Linked DNA regions of Mus musculus: regions 2 and 3 are each linked to region 1. The links are chromatin contacts, called in public HiChIP or PLAC-seq and promoter capture Hi-C maps. All regions are on one chromosome and are shown on one strand. The core of a region is the stretch at or near the end of the contact, and the rest is flanking DNA. Distances in the headings are between cores, read along the strand shown. Region 1 holds the start of Chrm2 (cholinergic receptor, muscarinic 2, cardiac). Region 2 has its middle 59 kb from the start of Mtpn. Region 3 overlaps Dgki (diacylglycerol kinase, iota).

What was found. Promoter capture Hi-C pulls out the DNA fragments that hold promoters and counts their contacts. HiChIP or PLAC-seq counts read pairs in DNA pulled down with a chosen protein or histone mark.
Region 2: a promoter capture Hi-C map of hippocampal neurons shows a contact between it and region 1, with 5 times the contacts expected there. The contact joins the enhancer-like site here to the promoter of Chrm2 in region 1. A contact is called at or near these places in 9 of 39 promoter capture datasets (the 3T3-L1 cell line, cranial neural crest, embryonic stem cells and 5 more), 4 of 484 Hi-C or Micro-C datasets (cerebral cortex and cortical neurons) and 1 of 115 datasets of contacts at active chromatin or transcription factors (neural tube).
Region 3: a contact with region 1 is called in an H3K4me3 HiChIP or PLAC-seq map of forebrain, with 4 times the contacts expected there. The contact joins the enhancer-like site here to the promoter of Chrm2 in region 1. A contact is called at or near these places in 7 of 39 promoter capture datasets (3T3-L1-derived adipocytes, cranial neural crest, embryonic stem cells and 4 more), 3 of 484 Hi-C or Micro-C datasets (cardiomyocytes and embryonic stem cells) and 4 of 115 datasets of contacts at active chromatin or transcription factors (astrocytes, embryonic forebrain, embryonic hindbrain and 1 more).

Annotation. Positions count from the first base shown.
Region 1 is chr6:36,386,517-36,389,982 of GRCm38.p6, reverse strand. Chrm2 (cholinergic receptor, muscarinic 2, cardiac) reads right to left here and starts at 1,899. Exons shown (of 3, transcript NM_203491.3): 1 at 1,617-1,899; 2 at 1,232-1,379. 9330158H04Rik (RIKEN cDNA 9330158H04 gene) reads left to right here and starts at 1,749. Exons shown (of 6, transcript NR_015589.1): 1 at 1,749-1,827; 2 at 2,027-2,320.
Region 2 is chr6:35,597,163-35,600,628 of GRCm38.p6, reverse strand. No RefSeq gene overlaps it. Among named protein-coding and RNA genes, the nearest start is that of Mtpn, 59 kb to the right of the region's middle. Within about 2 kb of position 1,653, at least 25 of the 459 cell types and tissues checked have an H3K27ac peak or open chromatin away from gene starts, as enhancers often do. A contact at or near this core is called in cerebral cortex, cortical neurons and hippocampal neurons, where this site is marked.
Region 3 is chr6:37,025,127-37,028,592 of GRCm38.p6, reverse strand. All of the region lies in intron 15 of Dgki (diacylglycerol kinase, iota), which reads left to right. Among named protein-coding and RNA genes, the nearest start is that of Gm52857, 120 kb to the right of the region's middle. Within about 2 kb of position 1,877, at least 22 of the 459 cell types and tissues checked have an H3K27ac peak or open chromatin away from gene starts, as enhancers often do. A contact at or near this core is called in forebrain, where this site is marked.

The sequences.
Region 1 (3,466 bases), core at 650-3,149:
AGTACTTCTCTCCATGGACATTTGCACACAAGCTCCCGAGTCTGCATCACATAAAGGGACTGAAAGACCGGTCGACCCTCCCTTGCACTATTTGGAGGCCCAGGAGAGCCGTAAGGGCACAGAAGGACCAGAGATAGAAACGAGGATGTATATATTGTAGAAGAACAGAGGCAGAGTACCCCCCTGCCCCCACAGATGTCAATTTGGGTGAATTCTTACCCTGGAGCGCTCTGCAAAGCAAGTCTCCCTGCTTGCTAGGCTTCTGACACTCCAGGGACATGGAAGGGTGGAGCGCACAGGTGGAATTTCTGTATTTTCTATCTGCAACCAGGTTTGGACCGCACCTCACTCGCTCCCAGAGCCACAAGTTAGAGATGATAGCCTAGCTCCTCAGGTGCCAACAGTAAAGGTCATTTGCGCTATTCTCTATCTAAGACCCGCAGAGTGGTCCAGTACCCACCATGAGTTGGGAGACCAAGCTCCTGCAGCGTCTGAGACTTCATCAGCTCTGGACTGGGGTCCCTTTCCTCAGCCACAGTGGACAATCAACCTTGCGCGCGCCAGCGGAGGAAAATAGGCTTGCAGAGGACTCCCTTCTCTCTCCTCCTGGAAACCTTCCCCAACCTTGTTCCCCTGCCAAGGTCCGGGAACAACAGCACTAAACCTGTCGTCCTCACCAGAAGGCTCTCTCCCAAGGCGGAGTCAGGGGACAGCGTGGAGTGGTGGCGAGAGGGGCCTCCACCCTAAATGCAATGTGCCCAGACCCTAGGGTATAAGGGGAGCTTAAGGGGGATGGGTGAGCGGCAGGAGAGACTGAGCTCTACTTGCCTTTCCCACGGCAGCATCTGGAGTTGGGGGGCGGGGGGATGAAGAGGACCAGAGTGTGGTAGCGAGGGTGAGGGGGTGCCAAGCTCAAAGACAGCCATACTGGAGTATCGGCGCTCACAGGCTGCTTTTTGCCACATTCCACTGGACTTAGCTATCCCAATGGTTTCCCCCGCCCCAGCTTTGAAACCCCTCCTTCTTTCAGACCCGCCAAGGTACGTGTCCTCTCCAGCAAGCCCCAGATGCCAAAGTTTCCATTGGAAAACCTGCACGTGTCAGGGACCACCAAACAATTCTTGCAAACCCAGACCCTCTGCGGCCAGGGTCGGGTGATGGGGAGGAGCTGCGAGGTACCAGGGCCCTTGATATGGACAATTAGAGAACCATGGTATAGCAGAGTCTTTACCTGTCACTGACTTAGTCGCCCGGGGCTGCGATCTGGTGGAGTCTGGCTGGAGCGAGGAGCCTTTGGCGGGCTCAGGTTGGACCGGTTTGGGAGCGAGCGGCACAGCTCGGAGTCCTCAGCTGGTTGCCCGCTTGCCTTCTCCCTGGATCTTGCGAGAGAAAAGCGAAAGATTAGTTGTCGCCACCGCACTTAGACGGGTGGGGCAAGGGAGGCGGGGAGACTGCGGACCCCAAGGCTCAGAGAAGGCTGCGGGGCATTTCACATGGGTCGTATCACTCGGCTAATCTGGGACCCCAATTAGACAATTCGGACTGGAGTTAAATTACATCTGTCTGCCGCCTTGAGCATCACACCCCCAAAACACAGGCAAATAAGACTTTCAAACCTGGCTTTCAGGAAGATGACAGTTAACACCGAAACAGAAAGGAGACCTGGGTGTGGAGAAGAGCTGGGCGGGCTTCATTTCTTCACCCTAGTGCCGGGGAAGTAGTAATTAGTGTCTGGGAGCTGCGCTCCTCCACTTCTCCCAGTGCCTCTGGCGATTTCCAAGTGGGATCTGCGACTTCAGGGCTCTGGCCAAGCCCGCAGGCTGGCGTGTGCGTGTGTGCGTGTGTGCGAATGAGTGTGTCTGTGCCCCCGCGTGCCTGCTCCCGGGAACTGGTCTCCTCGCCCTCACCCGCTGTGTGTAGCAGCAGAGCGAGAGTGGTGCCTCTATTTGTGCGTTTGTGTTCGATTAGCTGCAATGGGCGGACAGTTTCTGGAGAGAGCATTTACAATTTTCTTTCGTTCTGACAGGATTAGTTGCCGTTGAAGGGGGCTCCGCCAATGAAATCTTCTCTGCGCTCTGATTTGGCGGTTCTTCGGTGCAAATATGACAGCTTTCTCTCTCAGCTCTTTTCTGCATCTCTCCATGTCCGACCCCGGAGCCCAGTTCTCGGTCTGCAATTTCTACACCACAACCTTTGCAATCACCACCACCACCACCCCTAGGTCCCATGTCAGCAGGTGCCAGGTTGCTACAAAGGTGACAGGGCACATTGGGAAGAAGGCTTGTTGATTGCAGAAGATACTTATGCCCCGTGTTTCCAGGTGGGGAAATGTTAGAATAAATGTACTTTGTACTAAATATATAGTCATGGAGAATTGTTCAGATTGTTTATTTCTTTCTTTGATGCTAACTAATGTATTAGAAAGAAACAGATATTTATCTGTCTTTGCTGTTTTTTTTTCTTTCTTCCCAAACAGGTCGATGCCTGTGTGTTCCATCAGTTAATGGGGAGTAGTAGTTAAGAGAGTGTACTAGTGAGGTGTTGGTGAGGTGGGATTTTGCTGTCTATCGAGGAAAATAAAAGATGTGAACTTCCTGTGTTCAGAGCATGGACTAATTTTTGCCTTCATTTATTTTAATGAGAAATTCTTTCCCAGATTTATACCCATTGTTTGAAAGTATGGAACTTATTTGATAATATCATAATGTGATTATTCTAAGGTGTCGTTGAGGACAATTGCTCTTGATGATGTATATTGTATCTGATGACATAAATATGTGCTACCGAATGAGGCTTTCATTGCCAAATAGAATTAAAGAAGGAGTCATTGGAACCTTAAACTAAGTAACAAAGAACAGGACCTATCTCTTTTTTGATCGCAGAGACAGAGAAATTGCTATTTATTATGCTCAATGGAATTCAGCTCAGTTCGTGTTGCCCTGTCCTTGGCTGGGTGTTAAAGAGCACACAGAATAATGAAACCACGGTTCCTTTTCTTTCTGAGTTTCTCATCTTTGAGAATAAATACCCACATGAAGCTCTTGTAGAGAGGCTGACCATCAACACTATAAATTATACACTAATATAAATTCATTGGTGAATGAAAATCCTACAGCTATGCCTAAGTAGGACTGACACAGATTCAATTTTGCTGGATAAAAGCCATCCTGGTGTAAAGGATGGTAAGGGTATGTCGTTGCCCTCTGAGTCCCACGCAGGCATTTTAGTCTTGTTTGAGAAAGGCAGTTCTGAACATTATCGCCCTCAATCTACCCCAGAACTAGGTTTCAGTCAGTAAGCAGCTGATTCTTATTTTCATTTTCCCCCCTTCTCTGTTGGGTACTACAGAACGTAAGTTCACAAACATTCTATCTGCTCCTATCTCTAAGACGCCTTCAGAAATTCACATTGTCATAACATGCCTGAGGTTTTTGTGAATGCACTTGTGCATGCTTGCATGGTTGTG
Region 2 (3,466 bases), core at 404-2,903, 790 kb after region 1:
GCTATTCTGGTCCTTGAAGCCTCAGTTTTGAATGGATTGAGTATAAGTACCCTGCTGGCCATTTCAGTTTTGAGTGGACTGCTGGCCATTTCTGCAGTGTCTATGCTTGCACATCTCCTCTCAGGGGCTCCTCACTGATCATCTGGAAGAAACCTGCTTATCCTTCATGATTTAAATCTTATTTTATAACCCTGTTCTTTTCAAACACAGATAAATAACTTTTTTGTGAATTTTTTCTTACTTTCTAAGTTACACTGCATGGAGTAGGAGTGTGAACACATGAGTGTTGTGCTCATGGAGGCCAAGAGAGAGGGTGAGATCCCCTCTTAAATCTTTCCCCTCCCTCCTATCCCCCTAGTCCCTCCCCCCATTACCCCTCTCCTACCCACTTCAGTAAAGGGAAGACTTCCCATGGATACCAAACAACCATGGCATACCATAAAAGACTAGACACCTCCCCTTGTATTGAGGCTGAACCCAGTCTGAGTAAAAGGTCCCTAAATCAGGCAAAAGAGTCAGAGACAGCCCCTAATCCCACTGCTAGGAGTCCCACAAGAAGACCAAGCTACACAACTGTAACATGTGTGCAGAGGACCTGGGTCAGTCCCATGCAAGCTCCCCAGTTCAGACTCTGTGAGGCCCTATGAGACCAGGTTGGTTGATTCTGTAGGCTTCCTTGTGCTGCCCTTGACCCTCTGGCTCCTACAATCGTCCCTCACTTCCTCCACAGAATCCCCTGAGTTCTGTGTCTGCATACTGCTTTAGGCAATTTGAGCACATAAAATTTTTCTTCTTCCCTCAATTTCTATCCTTATTTTTTCCTGTCTTTTCCTTTCTGTCACTCTCTACCCCATTAGACCACAAACCTTGGACACCATATGTAGCTCCCTCGCCATCTTTATAATCCCCACCCCTTAACTGAGTGCTGGACATAGAGTAATGCCCCAAATGTGAGGGAGACTGGCAGATGCAAGAACAAAAGAAACAGAATTGTGGGAAAACATAGATAGAAGGCAGAAAGGGAGGCACTGGAACAAAGACATTCAAAGAGAGATTGAGCTTAGGGAGAGAAGGTCTGGGGGAGGATTAAGAAAAACAAGAAAGTAAAAGGGGAGACTTGTGGAGGTGTTAATGAATGGTAAAGAGGCTGGGAATGTTGGTAGGACAAAGGACACAACCACAGACACAACCAGAGACAGTAGCAAATGGAAATGATTGAGAAGCACAAGTGTGGGCTCTGGAAAACTCTGTCTAGAATCCATAACCCATGGTCTTAGTGCTAGTTGCAGTACAAGAGAGAGAGAGAGAGAGAGAGAGAGAGAGAGAGAGAGAGAGAGAGAGAGATACCAGTGGAAGCATTCAGCTTCAACTGTGTCATGAACAAACGACATATCGGTTATTAATAGCATTCCTTGGTCCTTCTTGTCTTGATGTTTAAATAAAGGAGAGATGAGCTTAAACAGATTCGCTTTTAATTGTGATCTCTAAATCACGCTGTTTACTTGCCTATTGCCTGTTGTGGGGCTTTTAGAGATAATTTAAGCCTTAAAGTTTGCATCATGAGGCACTTTTTTTTTTCTGTAGGCACGCCATAAATCTGCAAGATGAGCTGTGATTCATTCCTGTAGGTGTTAGTATGTGATTATGTAAGCCCTGCCAATAAGGGGGAAAAATTACTAGAAATGTGGCAGAGAATAAATACAGGCAGAAATAGCTATGGAAGTGTTGCTTCATAATAAAAGAGGAGCTGTGTGTAAAGAAGTCCTTTATAGCAGTAATTTATAGCACTTTCTCAGACGATCGCCTATCTAATAATTGTGGGCCAAATCAGAAAGCAATAAGACAAAGCACAGCCCTCTAAACGAAAATAACTAATCAGAGGTTCTCCTCTTCACACTGGTTTCTCACAATGAGTTGGGTTATGTCTCCACAAAGACACAGCCCCGCGAGCAAGGAGGCCCACGCTTCACAGAAGCACGCCAGCATCTGCCAGCATGTATCCATAGTATGCAGGGAAAGTCCTCGTGGCTGAGACTAAGTGAGCCTTTGTTTAGCATTTAGCGCTGTAGCACATGCAAATGGGCTTCATGCTCCTTTGCAGGTCTTTGCTGGAATTCTCTGGAAGGCTCTGTACAGTTCCTAGCACTCAGCCACTCTCCAGTCATGGTGACTTTTATGTAACTGAGAACAGATTGATCTCAGAATGGAAGGAAAGGGATTTTTGTGCCTCCGAGAGAAATTAAACCTTGCTCTTGCTGACACTGAATGCGTCCTGTGTACTAAAAATGCTTGGTTTGTTCATTAGTTACTCTTTTTGATATCTGACATGAAACAACTTAAGGGAAAAGGATGTATTCTGGTTCCTTTTTGTGGTTTGAGTAGACAGTCTGTCCCAGCAGAACAACACATTGAGAGCATGGAGGCTCATGGCTGTGTCAGCAGGGTTGTGAGTGAAGCTTTCTTATGTTTCTGAGACTCTAGAAACAAGAAGACTAGGCTGGAAGCAGATGTAACTTTAAGACAAGCCTCTCTACCCCTACGGGTCTACTCCCTCTCTCTAGGTCCCACCTCCTTAAGACTTCACAATCTCTCAAAACAGTGTCACTAGCTATGGACCAAGTTTTCAGACAGATGAGTCTGTGAGGGACATTTTACATTGCAAAGCCCAAAGGCTGGCTGAATTAATGATTGAAAAAGAAAGTCCAAATGGTATATTTCTTAGATTAGCATTATGAACTAACTCTAGGACATCTAGTAACTCCTAAACATGTATCCAGGCATGTTTGTATCTTACAGATGCAAATTTTAATGCTTGGATTAGATACTCTATGGCCCCAAATGAAATTAAGGAAATAAAGAAATGCTGCTATAGAATAATCTTAGCCTAAGTGATGCTTTTCTCAAAAAAAAAAAAATCAGTGAAGAAAATGTTTTTCATATGATTAAAATATGTATGAAAATCTTTGCACCTTGGGCAAGTATCACCTTTCATACAACCCAAGAACTAATGATAAAAAATAGAAAATAGAACTGAGAAAGAAAAAAATACACTATGCCCAGAGGCACAAGACAACAGCGTGCCCAATGAGACAAACAAGTTCTAATGATTAAAACACAGCACATGCTTGCCATACCACCTGGGCTCGAAATATATTAGAAATGAATGTCATCGCAATTAATAACCTTCCGTCTCCTGCCCACATTCATGGGGCGGGAGGGGGGATAAACAGAAGTTCAGTAATTGCAAAACTCAGAAGGCAGAGTGTTGTTAGTTCTGCAATAAATCCCAAGGAAAAAAATGTGTTTCTCTCTTAATGAAACTACCAGCAGCCAAAAGATAATATAAGGGAAATTTTGTGGCAATTCTAGGATATTGTTTCATAACACTGCCCCCGGAAGTCTGACTTCAGCCGTCTGGTGTCATGGGCTCCAAAGAAAGCGCATCCTCGGAGACAGGCAGCCAGCT
Region 3 (3,466 bases), core at 628-3,127, 640 kb before region 1:
TCTCACTCCTTGTGCATGTGTTTAGATGTAGCTGAGACATAGTTATGAAAGATCTGAAGCTTGGGAGACCAATGTCAGAGTTATCAGTGAGCAACTGTTTCCTTCATTTCCGGGAGCTCTGCAGGGCTCAAGTGGTTTCAAACCCCTAAACCTCAAACACAGAGGACTGTAAACTAGGACCCCAAGTTCAGGTTGTGGTAATCAGGTGAAGAAAAGTCTAAGTCTTATACTCTAGACACCCACAGTGGCGCTCTAGGGGTTCCAGTCATTAGAATTAAAAATATAGCTGAAACGCCAACTGGGAAGCCCCAACTGGTTCCATCAGGTCTGGTCCTTCAGGTGTCTCTAAGGCTAATAGGAGAAAGTGTCTGTGGAACTGGATTCTGCATTAAGGAAGAACAATAATACCAAATGAAGAAGGAACTGTAGTGTGTGCATCTTCTCTGAAAATCTAGACAAATCACAGGTGGAATAGATGGATCATGAAAGGATCTCAAATGCTTCAAATCAGAAATACGCACAAATTAGCACCATCCTGCTATCGCCTGGTCATGGGGGGGGGGTTGTATTCCGAGAGACCTATGTGAGGACTCCACTGGTGACTGATCTTCTTCCTATGTCGACAGGGGAGTCCATCTGGCCTGTGCACGGTAGCACGTGCCTCCTATATCCTTGTCCTTGAGGTCTTACGCATCTTGATTCCTTAATAATAAGATTCACAAGTTTCTTAACAATACTTGTAAAATGATACAGTATCGCAAATACACAAATTTCCAAAACTAGGTGTCCAGGAGTGAAAAGAGGCCTAACTGGGTAAGTGGGCCTGGATAAGCTCATTCAAGGGAACTTGCTTTTGGGGCCCTAATAATTCTGAAAGTTGTTCTAATGATATACTCCTCTGTACTAGGATGGAATTTTTATGAATCAGAATGAGGAGAGCACAGAGAGGTACCACAGGACAAAGGAATGTGGTTTACAAAAGAATTCCTTTGTAAGAACACCAGTTGACTAAAGAACGCCAAATTCTAAATATTAACATTGGAAGTTTATTGCTAAGGCTTGGTGCTTATTTTTTTTTTAAAATATATTTGTTTATTCTTTGCCAGCCATGTTCATCTGTCTGTCTGTCTATTTATGTGTCTATCTTAATCATATGTACTGCATTCTCTTCTTGCCCTCTCCCCCTGGATTGCCTATAACATATCTCCCACCCCCAACCCCCACTCACCTTCATGTCCCCCCTTCCTTCTCCCCTCTTACCAACTGAGTCTGATGAGTGTGGCCCATGTGCATATGAGTATGGGGCCATCCATGGGCACATGGACAGCTTTTCCTGGGGCATACCTCCAGAGAAGATTCACTTTTCTTAACTGTGAATAGCTCCTCAGCTTGGATCTGGGGATGTCATGAGCTCCACCCACTTGCAAGTTAAGGCTTCAAGACAAGTTGTATAATGTGTTGCAAAATACCTTGAGGGTGACTCAAAGTCTCATGAGAGGCATTGTGAAAAAAATTGGATTGGATAATATCAGGAAAATATGTTACTCGAAATGGGAATTATGCCAACCCATCTATATGTAAAGAATAACAAATATCAATCGCGTGAAGGCAGAGTCTTAAAAATGTAACCGCAGAGAAAGGAATTTTGGCTTAAATGGGAAACATCCCATCAAATGGACAGTTCTTAACATAGCTACTTACATAGTATTTCTTTTAGAAGGTGCAATTAAAATCACATTTGTTTTGGAACAGTTCATTAGAATTGTTGCTATGCAGATGGCTTTTAAATTGCCAGCTGAAAGGCAGGCAGGGAGTGAAGGCAGTCTTGGTATTTTGTTTGACTTTGTGGATTAAGGGGGGTAAACATGACAATCTGAGTCTCTATATTTGATTGGATTGAAGGTATGCCGCACTTGGTTGGAAATAGAGTACTGATTCTTCTCAATGTGGCTGAAGCATTCTTGGATGAACTCTTGTTATGTATGCATGAGAAAGTGCAGTGTTTGTGAGAGGATTTGGGGATGTCAGGACACTGGTCCTGTAACTGTCGCTTGGAGTATTGCCTGGTGCCGTCATCAGTGCTGTGTTATAACAGTGCTTGAGGAAGTACATAGAAAATATCCCAATACATTTGTGTTTGGGCATGCTAACAAAGATTATAGCTGTCAGTGACAAACTCAGCTATCATTTCCCCAGCCGTGTGAATGAGATTGTCACTCTTTGGACATGAATATTAAACATATCTAACTTAGTCAGAGCTCTGCTGCTACCGTATTACTGCCTCGTTGAAATTATGATTCAGAGGAGTCGAATCTTATGTACAAGGTCAGGAAATACACTTATGACTCTAGAGGAAGCTACATTTAAATCTGATTTCCAATGGACTACTTTCACCAATTATACAGAGACACACAGATAATGTGACTCAAAGGACTGTGACTTCCATGATTCATATCACAGACAATAGACAGATTTCCATCAAGAGGCTGCTATGTGCAGTGCGCTTCTGCTAAACTTCACCCTTGTTATAGATGGTGCTGAGACACACTGCATGCTACTGGTCAGGGCTCCAGAGCTCAGGCAGCTTGTTCTAGATAAGTCCTCACTGTCTCAAACCTTCCTTCCATCTTGATCCTCTGTCTGCAGCCCACTCAGCCACACTGTGTCTGGAACACAGGCTCATTGCACTACTGCACACACAGAAGAACTGGTTAAAACTGGCTAAGTGTCTGTGCGATCTGATTTGATTCAGCTGATGTAACCCCCAAACTTCCTGGCATGACAATGTAAATGATGTCAGATCACACCTAACAGTGGGATGACAGTGAGCCCCGGTACATGTCAAGATACTCCTGATGATGTCATACTCTTCATTTTCAGACCCGCCCCCACTCTATAACCCATAAGGATAAGAGACTGCATCTTATTTTTTTTTAATATATTCCCAGCTCACTATCCAATGGTATCAGTGTCTGTTACAGTAGCAGAGTGTACTGTATCCTCCATTGGAGGATAAGACCCCATTGCTAAGTAAAATGGAAGTAGCAATAGAAGGAATATACAGTACAGATGAGTTGTGCAGACAGTAAACACTGCAGGGAGTCAGCTGGATTGGTCACAGATGTGGAAGAAGTTTCCAGAATAGGTAAGAGTAATATGTATAGAAGAGAAAGGAGAACTGTGGTAGCAGATATGAGCTAACACATACACAATCATTTCAGGCAGGAAGGAAAAGCACAGAGGAGCACACACGCTTCTCCTCATGAGTTCTATGGGAAGTTCTTGCACAGGGGATGACTTTTCTGTAGTGCCTGAAAATGATATTGATAAAAAACAAAAAGACATCTTAGAAGGTAAAGGGTATTTAAAAAAGGTCTTAATGGGAGTTGATATCGAAAAGAAGGAAGTATTTTTTTAAATATAAAATTTGAATTACAGGTGGTAATGAAACTGTAGGTGAGCGGGA